Linked DNA regions of Mus musculus: region 2 is linked to region 1. Evidence: chromatin contacts called from public HiChIP or PLAC-seq data. All regions are on one chromosome and are shown on one strand. Each heading gives the region's core, a stretch centred on a gene start, on an enhancer-like site or on the middle of the called end of the contact. The rest is flanking DNA. Distances are from core to core; before and after follow the strand shown.

Evidence for each region. HiChIP or PLAC-seq counts read pairs in DNA pulled down with a chosen protein or histone mark.
Region 2: an H3K4me3 HiChIP or PLAC-seq map of bone marrow-derived macrophages shows a contact between it and region 1, with 3 times the contacts expected there. The contact joins the enhancer-like site here to the promoter of Krr1 in region 1. A contact is called at or near these places in 2 of 39 promoter capture datasets (3T3-L1-derived adipocytes and neutrophils), 1 of 15 datasets of contacts at CTCF or cohesin (the NIH/3T3 cell line), 4 of 484 Hi-C or Micro-C datasets (bone marrow-derived macrophages, erythroblasts, myeloid progenitors and 1 more), 5 of 115 datasets of contacts at active chromatin or transcription factors (bone marrow-derived macrophages, large pre-B cells, microglia and 1 more) and 2 of 9 other capture datasets (adipose tissue and liver).

What each region holds. Positions count from the first base shown.
Region 1 is chr10:111,969,492-111,974,826 of GRCm38.p6, forward strand. Krr1 (KRR1, small subunit (SSU) processome component, homolog (yeast)) reads left to right here and starts at 3,204. Exons shown (of 10, transcript NM_178610.4): 1 at 3,204-3,383. The coding sequence starts at 3,302.
Region 2 is chr10:112,136,014-112,141,348 of GRCm38.p6, forward strand. No RefSeq gene overlaps it. Among named protein-coding and RNA genes, the nearest start is that of Glipr1l3, 22 kb to the right of the region's middle. Within about 2 kb of position 2,773, at least 84 of the 459 cell types and tissues checked have an H3K27ac peak or open chromatin away from gene starts, as enhancers often do. A contact at or near this core is called in adipose tissue, bone marrow-derived macrophages, erythroblasts and 1 more, where this site is marked.

The DNA of each region.
Region 1 (5,335 bases), core at 1,954-4,453:
CAAAGAGTAAATAAGAGACTTTTGAAAAGAAGACCAGCAGAGTAAAGAACAGCTATCTGGCAATGTGCTTTTGATATAGGTTCTTCCTACACTGACAGAAACTGACTCTGCATGGCATGCTTGGTTGAGATTAAGGCATTTGCTAGCCCTTCATTTTGGAATCCTACAAATCCCAAACCATAGAGATACAGACCAGTGTTTCTCATCTTGCAGCTACTGAGATTTTAATTTAAATAGTTATTTGTCTATGGGCGTGCAAATTCTTGGGCCTTTCCCAAGTACTCGGTAAACTGGGCCGATAATTGAATACAATTTCTTCCTTTTATGTACTTGCTTCTCTTTGTACTTTCCCTGGGAGATTAATGGGACAGATGTGAACGCTTGCTTTATACTGCTAGATTGTTTTGCAAAATGCCAGCAATTGTGTACATTTCCACTGGAAGTGTTTGTAAATAGTCTCTTCTACCAGAATTAATTCTCTCTGTCTTCTCTCTTCTTGCTAATCTGGTAGGCAAGAAGTGATTTTTTTTTTTATTGTGAAGTCTGAACACTTTGTAGCAGGAGTGAGGCTAAGAATCATACATGAAAAAGCCACTCACCTAATAATGGTTATGGTAAGATGGCGGCTGATCCTGGGAAAGCCACATGGAATTCACACTTGAGGGTTTATTGCTGCAGAATCTGTTCTTGCTGGAGAGTAGTTGGTTTTCTTTTTCTGTTCAATCTTCAACTTGTGTGAGCCCTACACACTGCTATAAATGTAAACTTCATCCAAAGATACACTTATAGAAACATGTAGAATAGTATATGACTAAATATATGGGCACTTTGGCCCAGTTAAGTTGCCCATTAATAATTTTTCTGTTGGTCTATACTGTTTTCCCTTTCCTTCCTTCCTTCCTTCCTTCCTTCCTTCCTTCCTTCCTTCCTTCCTTCCTTCTTCCCTCCCTCCCTCTCTCTCTCTCTTTTCTTTCTTTCTTTTTTTTTTTTTTTGAGACATGGTTTCTATGTATATCCCTGGCTGTTCTGGAACTCACTGTGTAAACCAGGCTGGCCTTGAACTCAGAAATCCGCTTGCCTCTGCCTCTCAAGTGCTGGGATTTAAGGCATGCGCCACCACTGCCCGGCCTGTTTTCCTTTTCAAACCAGTAGTACTAGTCAAATCAGTGTGTTGCAAATATTTTCTCAGATTTTATATCCTTTAATTTTGTTAAGTGATTTCTTAAGACATTGGCTTCCTATGAGTGCTTGTTTGGTGTTTTTGAAACAGGCTGAGCTGAAGGTCATTATGTAGATCAGGTTGGCCTCAGATTTGAGGCACTCCTCCTGCCTCAACCTGTCAAGTACTGGGACTGTTGACTACTGTAGTCAGCAGAGCATTTTACCTTTTATTTTCATTCTTTACATACATTATATTCCAACCAGTTTCCCCTACCTCCACCCCTCCTAGTCCCCTCTCTCTTCTTCCCCAGATCCACTCCTCCTCTGTTTCTCTTAAAACAAACAAATGAAAAGCCTCCCAGGGATATCAACCGAACACAGCACAACAAATTACAATAAAGTCCCATAGCCTCTTCCCTTTTAAATTATTGATTTAAATACTTTATGATCAATGAGTAACAGACTCATTAAAATCTAGATGAAATTTATTCAGAACATGTGGGTGCCCCCCAACCTGATAGTTGTGTTGAATTTCCCATCTTCTCATCTTGATTTTAGAAGACTTTTTAGTATTTATTGAAATACTATTATGCTGTCAACTTAAAAAAAATAACAAGGGCTTGGAAGAAGTTGAAGTGAGGCCAACAGCCTCTTTCCAGTGAAAGGAACCCAGACCCACACACCCATGTGTGAAAAGCACTCTTTGAAAGAAGCTCGAAGCTCATAACCATTCAAACATAATACTAACTACATTTGATTCTCAAAGAGACTGGAATGGGTGCACCATTATGAGGCATCAGTTTGCATACAGAGAATTTCCCTTAAAATTTGTTCAAAACATAGTCGAATCCAGTGGTTACCAACCTTCCTAATGCTGCAACTCTTCAGTATAGTTCTGCATGTTTCTGTGATCCCTGAACCACAAAATCATTTCGTTATTACGTCCAACTTTGCTACTGTTATGAATTATAATGTCTATATACATGTGCGTTCTGATGGTCTTAGACGACCCCTGTGAAAGGTAGTTTGACCCTCTAAGGAGTCACAATCCACAGGTTGAAAACCACCGATCTAAGCACCTGAAGTATTGTTCTCAGTTTTACTAGGCATATGCGGGTACTCCTCTTTCCTTTATCTGGCTTATTGACCCATGTGCTTATTAAATATTTCCTGGAGGTTGGGGAGAGCATGGTCCAGAAGGAGAGGTCCTAGTGTGTTTTCAGACCCTGGTTACATCTCTTCACATCTTAGCATCTAATTTAGTGAATATATTTTTGTGCTAATATTTTTTTGCTGTTTTTACTGACTATATTCTAAGCCTTTTAAAGCTATGATGTAAGAATAATAAACAATAAAGTTTTGGTAATAGCTCCCTCCAGCCCCCACCAAAAAACCCCAAACATTTGAATGCTGAAGACCGGTGTGGTGGTACACACCTTTAATCCCAGATTCTGGAGTCATAAGCAGGAAGATCACTATGACGTTGAGGCCAGCCAGGTCTACATAGCATGTTCCAGGCTAGTGAAGGATACACAGTGGCCTCGATTCATAAACCCAAAATAAACAAAACAAGCAAGCAAACAAATAAATAAAAATAGAACAGAAAAGTCTTTTAAAACCAATCTGGAAGTTGAGAGATTTAAAATGCAAAACTCATGGTAGGTTTTCAAATGGGCTAAAGAGTGGTAGCAAAGTTTGGGTAGATTTTTGATACAATTCGCCATTTTCATTAGATTTCTAATCCCCCTCAAATAAGAATTTTAATAATTTCCCCTCCCTTCTCTCCCTCACCCTCACCCACCTCTCTTCTCTCTCCTCTCCTTCGCTCCCTTTCTCTCCCTTTCCTTCCCTTCCCCTCTCAAAAAAGAAGTTCCCACAGGGCTATACAAGTAGCTACAATTTAGAGCTTGATACAAGAAAACTACCATTCCCAGCGTGCAACACCGAGGTTGCAATGCATCCTGGGAAGGAAGTGTCACGCTCCCCCCCGTCCCCGCCCCATCGGCTTCCTGTTCGTCAGAGCAGAGACCACGCAGGTCTCATAGGGATTATCCGGAACTCGTTTTGCCTTTTACACATTGTAGCCGGCGGGATCTTAAAGAACAGTTCCACTTCCGGGGCCGCCGGAAGCAGTTTTGCGATGGCAACTTCTGCGGAGGCGCCTGCCAAAGAAGCTCAAAAACGTGACTCTCAGCCGCAGAAACAGAAGCGTGAGACCCAAGGTGAGGCAGTGCGAGACCCGAAGCCCGGAGCTGGCGGATCTCGAAGCATCTTTGTCTCTTTCTTTGGCCGCGCACTTGGGTTGAGCCTCTTTTAGGCTGTGCAGTGCCTGCGGTAGCCGGGGTAGCCGAGGGTTGCGGGTGTTGATGGCTGCGCCGGCCACGTGCAGCTAACGCAGTGTTTTTGCCAGCGACCGTCCCTGGCAAGTGTACCCGATGCGCCTTCTGTCCCCGGTAAAAGTGTGAGGACTCAGAGATTGTGGAAGGCGCGGCAGTTCTGCCTTGAGCTTTGGGGAGGGGAGGTTGAGAGGATGCGGATCAGGATCAGGTGGGAGAATCTTCGTGTCCTGCGAGCGCCGATGGTGATGAGGGAGGCGGACGGGGAAAGGTGGGGACGGAGCTCAATGGGAAGTTTTGTCAGAACTTTTATCTGATTATTAAGTTGCTAAATGACACAGCTCTCAGTCTTTAGCTCTAACCCCTAGTTTGATTTTTGGCTGCTCTAGTTTGATTGCTTCTTTCCGTTTTGATGAGAGTTTGGTTTTTACCTACCTTCAATTTAAAAAGAAAAATTTTTTTCTTTTAAAAACTAAGTACGTAAAATACGGCAGGGACTATAGACACCGGTAAAAGCTTCAAACCAACGCTTGAGGAATTGACAGGATGAGTAGACCATCTTCCTCAAGTTATCCATGTGCCAATCACAGATGCTATATAGCTTCCTTTCTGGTACCCGGAGTAATTCGTTCGAGCTTTCTGTCACCTATCTACAGCTATTATGATTTTTAACAAAACGCTTCGATTTTTGTCTCCTTTTGAATCATAGGAGAATGAATGGAGCTGTGTACTCTATGTATGTTGTCTGTGTCTTTAGCTTCTGATTCTTTACGATGCTGTGTAATATTTAAATTCCGTCGTTGGCGGACATTTGAGCTCTGCCTTCAGCTTGCTCTTGTAAGCACCTTTGTGCATGTCTTCTGGTAATGCCTCAGGGTCTCTGTAGGAATTTAGGATTGGAAACTCAATTGCAGGGTATCTTCAAGTTATGCTAATGCTACCGGAAGGAGCTGTGCCAGGTTTTTTTCTGTTTTAGGAAAGGTTTGTTTACGTTCAAAGCGTGAGGGTATAGTCAACCATGGAGGGGAAACTGGGCCAGCACAACTCTAATAGTTGAGATTGCTCATCGATCTAAATTTACAGTGATTTTTTTTGTTGTTGTTGTGTTTTGATTTTGAGGTCCTGGATGTACTTATATAGCTAGACTTTCACCCTAACCTAATAAGCAAGTGATATTCTTGGTCCTAAGTGGCCTTAGTTCCCTTCCCTTTCCTCTACTAGGGTTCACACATTCTGTCTTAGGAAGGTTTAACCCTGGGCCTGAGTTTGCTTGCTTGCTTTTTGTTTTGTTTTGTTTTGTTTTGTTTTTGTTTTTGTTTTTTTTTTTTTTTTGTTTTTCGAGACAGGGTTTCTCTGTGTAGCCCTGGCTGTCCTGGAACTCACTTTGTAGACCAGGCTGGCCTCGAACTCAGAAATCCACCTGCCTCTGCCTCCCAAGTGCTGGGATTAGAGGCGTGTGCCACAACCGCCCATGTTCCCAGTTTTTATAGGATTTTAGTTTGCAGTTTTTAAAAAGAAGGTATTGGAGAATGAGTGGTTTATGAGGACCCATTGTCAGGAGTTTGAACCAGAAGTGGCAGAGTGAGTGGAAGTAGAAAGTACATTTTCTTACCTGTGGCTAATAACGTGGGCCAAGGGCCTGCCTTTCAGACCTCGGTGGTTTAAGGACAGGATGACGTTTAAGCACAGATCTCTGGGCCTCACCCCAGAGATGCAGATTCACTCTGCCTGAGATGGAGCCCCAGATGGCCTTGCCCACAAACTCCCACAGGTGTGCTGACGCTGCAAGATCAAGGATGGTTCTCTTCGGGTAGAGTTAACGTGTAGCTATTGGATTT
Region 2 (5,335 bases), core at 1,523-4,022, 170 kb after region 1:
GGCAGACAGGGAAAAGTCAGAAAGATCTCTGCGGCTTGCTGGCTGCCAGCATAGCATTATAAACTGAGCTCACTAAGAGTTGCTGTCTCAAAGGAGTAGCACTGAGAGCATTAGAGGAAGATGCTGGCTGACCTGCTCTGGTCTCTCTCTATACAATGAATAAAATACACAAACCTACACACCTGCACACATGTACACACATGCATATAGCATATGAAGGTTGTCTTGGAATCAGAAATCTGGGACTTATTATTTATTCCCTGAAAGAGCAAACCACTAAAGGACATATTTTAAGTGGAGGGAAACTTAGAAATGATTTGAGTAAAACAGGAGGCCTCAAAATTAACATACATAAGTACATACGTTTCTGTACATTCACAATGAACAATCTAAACAAAACTTAGGCAAATAATTCTACCATGATAACATTAAAAGATAATAACCTTATCTACTGCTTTTAAAACCGCAGAATGTTGTTGAAGGAAATCAAAGAAGACACTAATTAAAAAGCTGATGTCAATGGCCAGGGCCTGGGAGACTTAATATTAAGATGCCTCACTACACAAAGTATTCTGTAAAGTAGTGTGACCCCCATCAAAAGCAATTCAGACCCTTAAGGGACATTGAATAGAATCATAATAATAATAAAGTCCTGAAAGAATACAAACTCAAAAGCTTGGAAGCCTGAAAGAGCTTAGAAATAAATTCCTACACACACAGGAAAGTGGTTTCTACACATACTGCCAAGACCATTAAAATGACAAACAACAATACTTTCTAACATGCCTTACAAAAACACACAAAAGAATAAAATTAGAGCTTTATCTTATACCACATAAAAACTAATCATAAATTTATCAAAGATGTAATTGTAAGACCTAAAATTATGATTTTTTTCCCAGAAAAAGTAGACAATGAACTTCATAAATTAGATTTGGCTACTGTTTCTCTAATATAGTACCAAAAGCATATGAATGAAGGAAAAGGAGAAAATTTCATTGAAGTTTCTTAAAACTTTTTTAGAAATGTGTTTTTGACATGCATGTGTGTTTGCACATATATGGACCATCTGCATGATTGATGCTCAAAGAAGCCACAAGATGATGTTACAGGCCCTTGGAACATGAGTTACAGAAGTTTGTCAGGGCTGGGAATTGAAGCCAGGTCCTCTGCAAGAGCAGCAGTGCTCTTAACCATTGAGCCATCTTTAGAACCTCAAGTTTAAGACTTCTACTATCAATAGACAAACAACCCACCCAATGAGAGAAGGCATCTGTAGATACTCTGGTCTTTCATACCTGACTCTCCACTCTCCCACCTGCTCTGCCACCACTTCTTACAGTTCTAATCTTCCCTCTTACCTCCCGTCTTACTCTCTCCTCTTTTCCTCTTTCCTGGTGAGGGGCAGAAAGGAAAGCACTGGAAAGAGGGAAGGGAAGAGGGAAAAAAGGAAAGCAATGACTGAGAGAAAACTCATATCAACTTTAATTTAGAAAGAAAACAAGTAAATGCAGGGTAGAGCCCTAAGCTAAACTTTAAGTCTATCCTTTTCAAATTTTAAATTATATGATGTGTACTCTGATGTTTTCTATTCTTCTTTTTTATTGAAACATGCATTTCAGAGATCCCAAATAAAATCTCACAAAGTTTGTGCCAGAAACCACTGTGCTCATTCAATTTTAAGAGGAAGGATAATTCAGATTTGGTGGAAGAATAACAAGGAGAAGGAAATAAAAAATGCTGGCTAGAAAAACATATCTTCGGTAAATAGGACTATATGAGCATTATGGTCTGATGCACCCCCACCCCCCAAGAATAGCTGTAGCCATTTTGTTCCATGCCTGCCTGCTATTTCATATTGTTGCTGTAACAGGCCTACCAGTCATTGACACAGAGAAGTGACTTGACTCAGAGAAAGGACATGCTGACCACATACCCTGTTTTGTTCTGTCTCTTCTGAATGTCCTGTATGAGGTTTTCTAATCTTAAGAAATCCCACAAAACTTTATGCAGGACCCACTGAATCAAAGATAAATATTAACTGTTATGTCTAAAATATCTTGAGTCAGGGCTGACCTCTTGGCAGCACTTACTGCACCTGTGTACAAGCTCATTGAAGTTTTTCCTTTATAAGCAGACAGAAAATGATATCCACTGTCATAGTTCAGATAATTCTAAGCTATATCCCTGTTTTGACCAGTACTAGGGTGTGCATTGAATTATTTTTGCATGAGATCACTGTTCATATGGTTTGTGTGCCGATTCCTGAACCCCAACACTGAGGAAATACTGACTACACAAGATAGAGAAAGTGAACAAGAAACAAATTGCCAATTGAAGGAGCATTTCACAAAGTAGCATCAGGTTCTAAGCGATTGCTCTGCTGTTGAAGGCACCTGTCCACTTAAGTTACATCCCCAGAGTCCACAGGTCAGAAGAGAATTGACTCTGAAAGTTGTCTTCTGATATCTACATGCTTGTCATGGCTTGCACTTGTGAATATGTATGTGCCTGTGCATATGTGTATACATACACAGTAAAAAAACAAAAATTTAAGTGTATTAGAATTTTATAAATTTAACAGGAAAACAAAATCTCATTTCATAGTTAATTTACCAAATGATTGAAAATATCCAAGCTAGTGAAATTGGAGAGCCGCAATAACATTTACCATCATAAGATGGCGCTGTCTCTGCAGTGCCTTATGCCACCTAAACAAAGAAAGGGGTATGTGCGCATGTGCAAGGAGCAAAAGCCTGCCAAGTCACTAGCCCATCCAGGGGCATAGGAGATCGTGGGTGAAGCTGCCAGTCGGTTATAGACACGTCACACCAGGGGGTATTTAAGCAACACGTTTCTGAGCCTTCTTTGTCTTTCTCATCAACATGTAATAAAGATTAGCTACGGAAGGATCTTGTGCCCCGTGTGAGTTCCTGCGGGCGGGAACAATATCTCAGGACAAGTGAAGACATAAAAACACAACACTAACATGTTGCTGGTATTCACTGAATGTGCCACTGTTGTTGTCAATAGTAACTGCTGTATTTCAATTTTTAAAAATCGTTATATCTTTAAAGTCTTACTTCAGAACTTTTTGTGAAGGAACTAATCCTCAAGACAGAAAAGACATATCTCTAGGAATGGAGGTCTCATGTATTTTGTAAGATGAATTAGAATTGCTAACCAGACTAATAAGGAAAGGGTTTCTTACTTGCTAGATTTTTGCAATCATTTTTTAATGGAAATCATGAAATCTCCAATTAATGAGCTAATTAATTGGATTCACATGTTTTCCCAAGGCCAGATATATCTCAGGTCTGATTCCTCTGACCAAGAATTAAGAGTCCTGCTGCCCCTGGCTTTAGAAATTATAGATTACATTAAATCTCCCAGACTTAACGCCTTCTGATCCTGGTAATAGCCAACTAGGTATATAACTAGTGAAAATTCAATGCAGGCAAAAAAACAAAAACAAAAACAAAACAAACAAACAAAAACAAAACAAAAACAAAAAAAACAAAAACAAAAACCCCAGAACTCTGGAAAACTGGAAGAAAAGAAAAAAAACAAACAAATCTTAATTGAGTTTTTTGTTTGTTTATTTTTGGAAGAATCATTGTGAAAACATTTACAGTGGAAAATAAAATAAAATAGGGTCTGATCTTATATTTGAATTACCCCAAGAGCCTCACTTTTTACTAATTCACATCCAAGGATCTTTGATAAGATTATATTGATTCTTAAAGTTTGAAAAACAATTGCATTAAAACACAATTTCTGAGGCAGGAGTTGGGGAGCACCCTCACAGACTTTAACATTTATTCTTGAGTTTGAGGGGTAATTTATATATTTTGCATAACAGTCATGGATCAGGTATGTTTTTTAAAAATATTTCCTGCTTTTGTTGTTGTTGTGTGCAAAAGTTCATTGCCAAATAGAGTTAAGAAGCACTTCTGCTTTTGTCTTCTACAAATGATTGCAGAACACTGTTGCAATAGTTTCCTTTTTGTTTGTTTTGGTTTCTCCCATTGTATGGTATCTTCCCCACCCCCTGCTGTACTGGAGCTCACTCTGTGGAGCCCATGCTGGATGAAAAGTCCAAGATTCGCCTGCTCCTGCCTGTGTATAATAGTACTCTTAAATGTTTGTCAAATTTTACTAGTGAATTTATCTGTGCCCAACGATTTCTGCTTAGGAAATTAATTGATCATTTCATCAATTTATTTAACAATCATATGTTTATTCAGACTTTCTCTTTCTTTTTGTGTGAGTTTAATTTAGCTATTTAAAATGTTATGAAACAAATGCAAATTTAAAATATAGTTTTCTGTACATTTAATGAGAACAAATAAGGAATAAAGCTAACAACACACAAATGTATGATTTTTGTTTTCTGCATTGGTCTTAGTGAGAGTATACTTTAACTTTTAGACTTTTTTACTCAGTCTTTCCTACTTTCCTTTCTTCCTGTATTTGGGGTGGGCATATGGTCATGCAAGTGTGTGGGAGCACACATGTATGTGCACGTGTGTGTGTGCATGCATGTTTATGTGTGTGTGCACATGTGTGTATGTGTGTGTGTTTATGTGTGTAAGGATATACATGTGAGGTACATCTTGTACAATATGGTTTGACTCCATGGGGTGTCTTTCTGGATTGCTCCCCACGTTCTATGTTGAGACAGGATCTTTTAATTGAGTTCATAACTTGCTGATTAAAGTCTAATTAGCCAGTCTGCTCCAGAAATCTTTTGCCTCTACTTCCCAAATGATGAGATTGGGTGGACAGTCATACCTGTCCCATCACTGATGGGTGATTAGGGTCTGAACTTTGGTTTTGGTTCCCCATTTGCATGTAGACACACACACACACACACACACGCGTGCGTGCGTGCGTGTGTGTGTGTGTATGCAAACACCCTTAAAAATAAAAGCAAGAAATTGACTTTCCACTGCTTTCTAAATTCTATACTAATATATATGTATATATAATATTATTTATTACATACATTTGTATTTTTACATATAATATACTAAATAAATATATACGGTATATATGTTACATGTATATTGAAAAAGCATAATATTATATATAGCACATATATTATCTGATGTCATGAGGAAAGTCCTCTTAAATCCAAAACACCAGGTCAATGCAGATGACAAAAATTTACTGTAACCAAGCTGCTACGGATTGATCAGGGACACAGAGCAGACTTGGAAGCTAAAAAGAAATTGCACAGCTTATATGGATGGTGAGGTCATAAGGGGAGGGGAACGCAGGGTGGACTGTAGTGTTGTTTAATCATATCTTGGCATAAGGGGTTGAACAATGA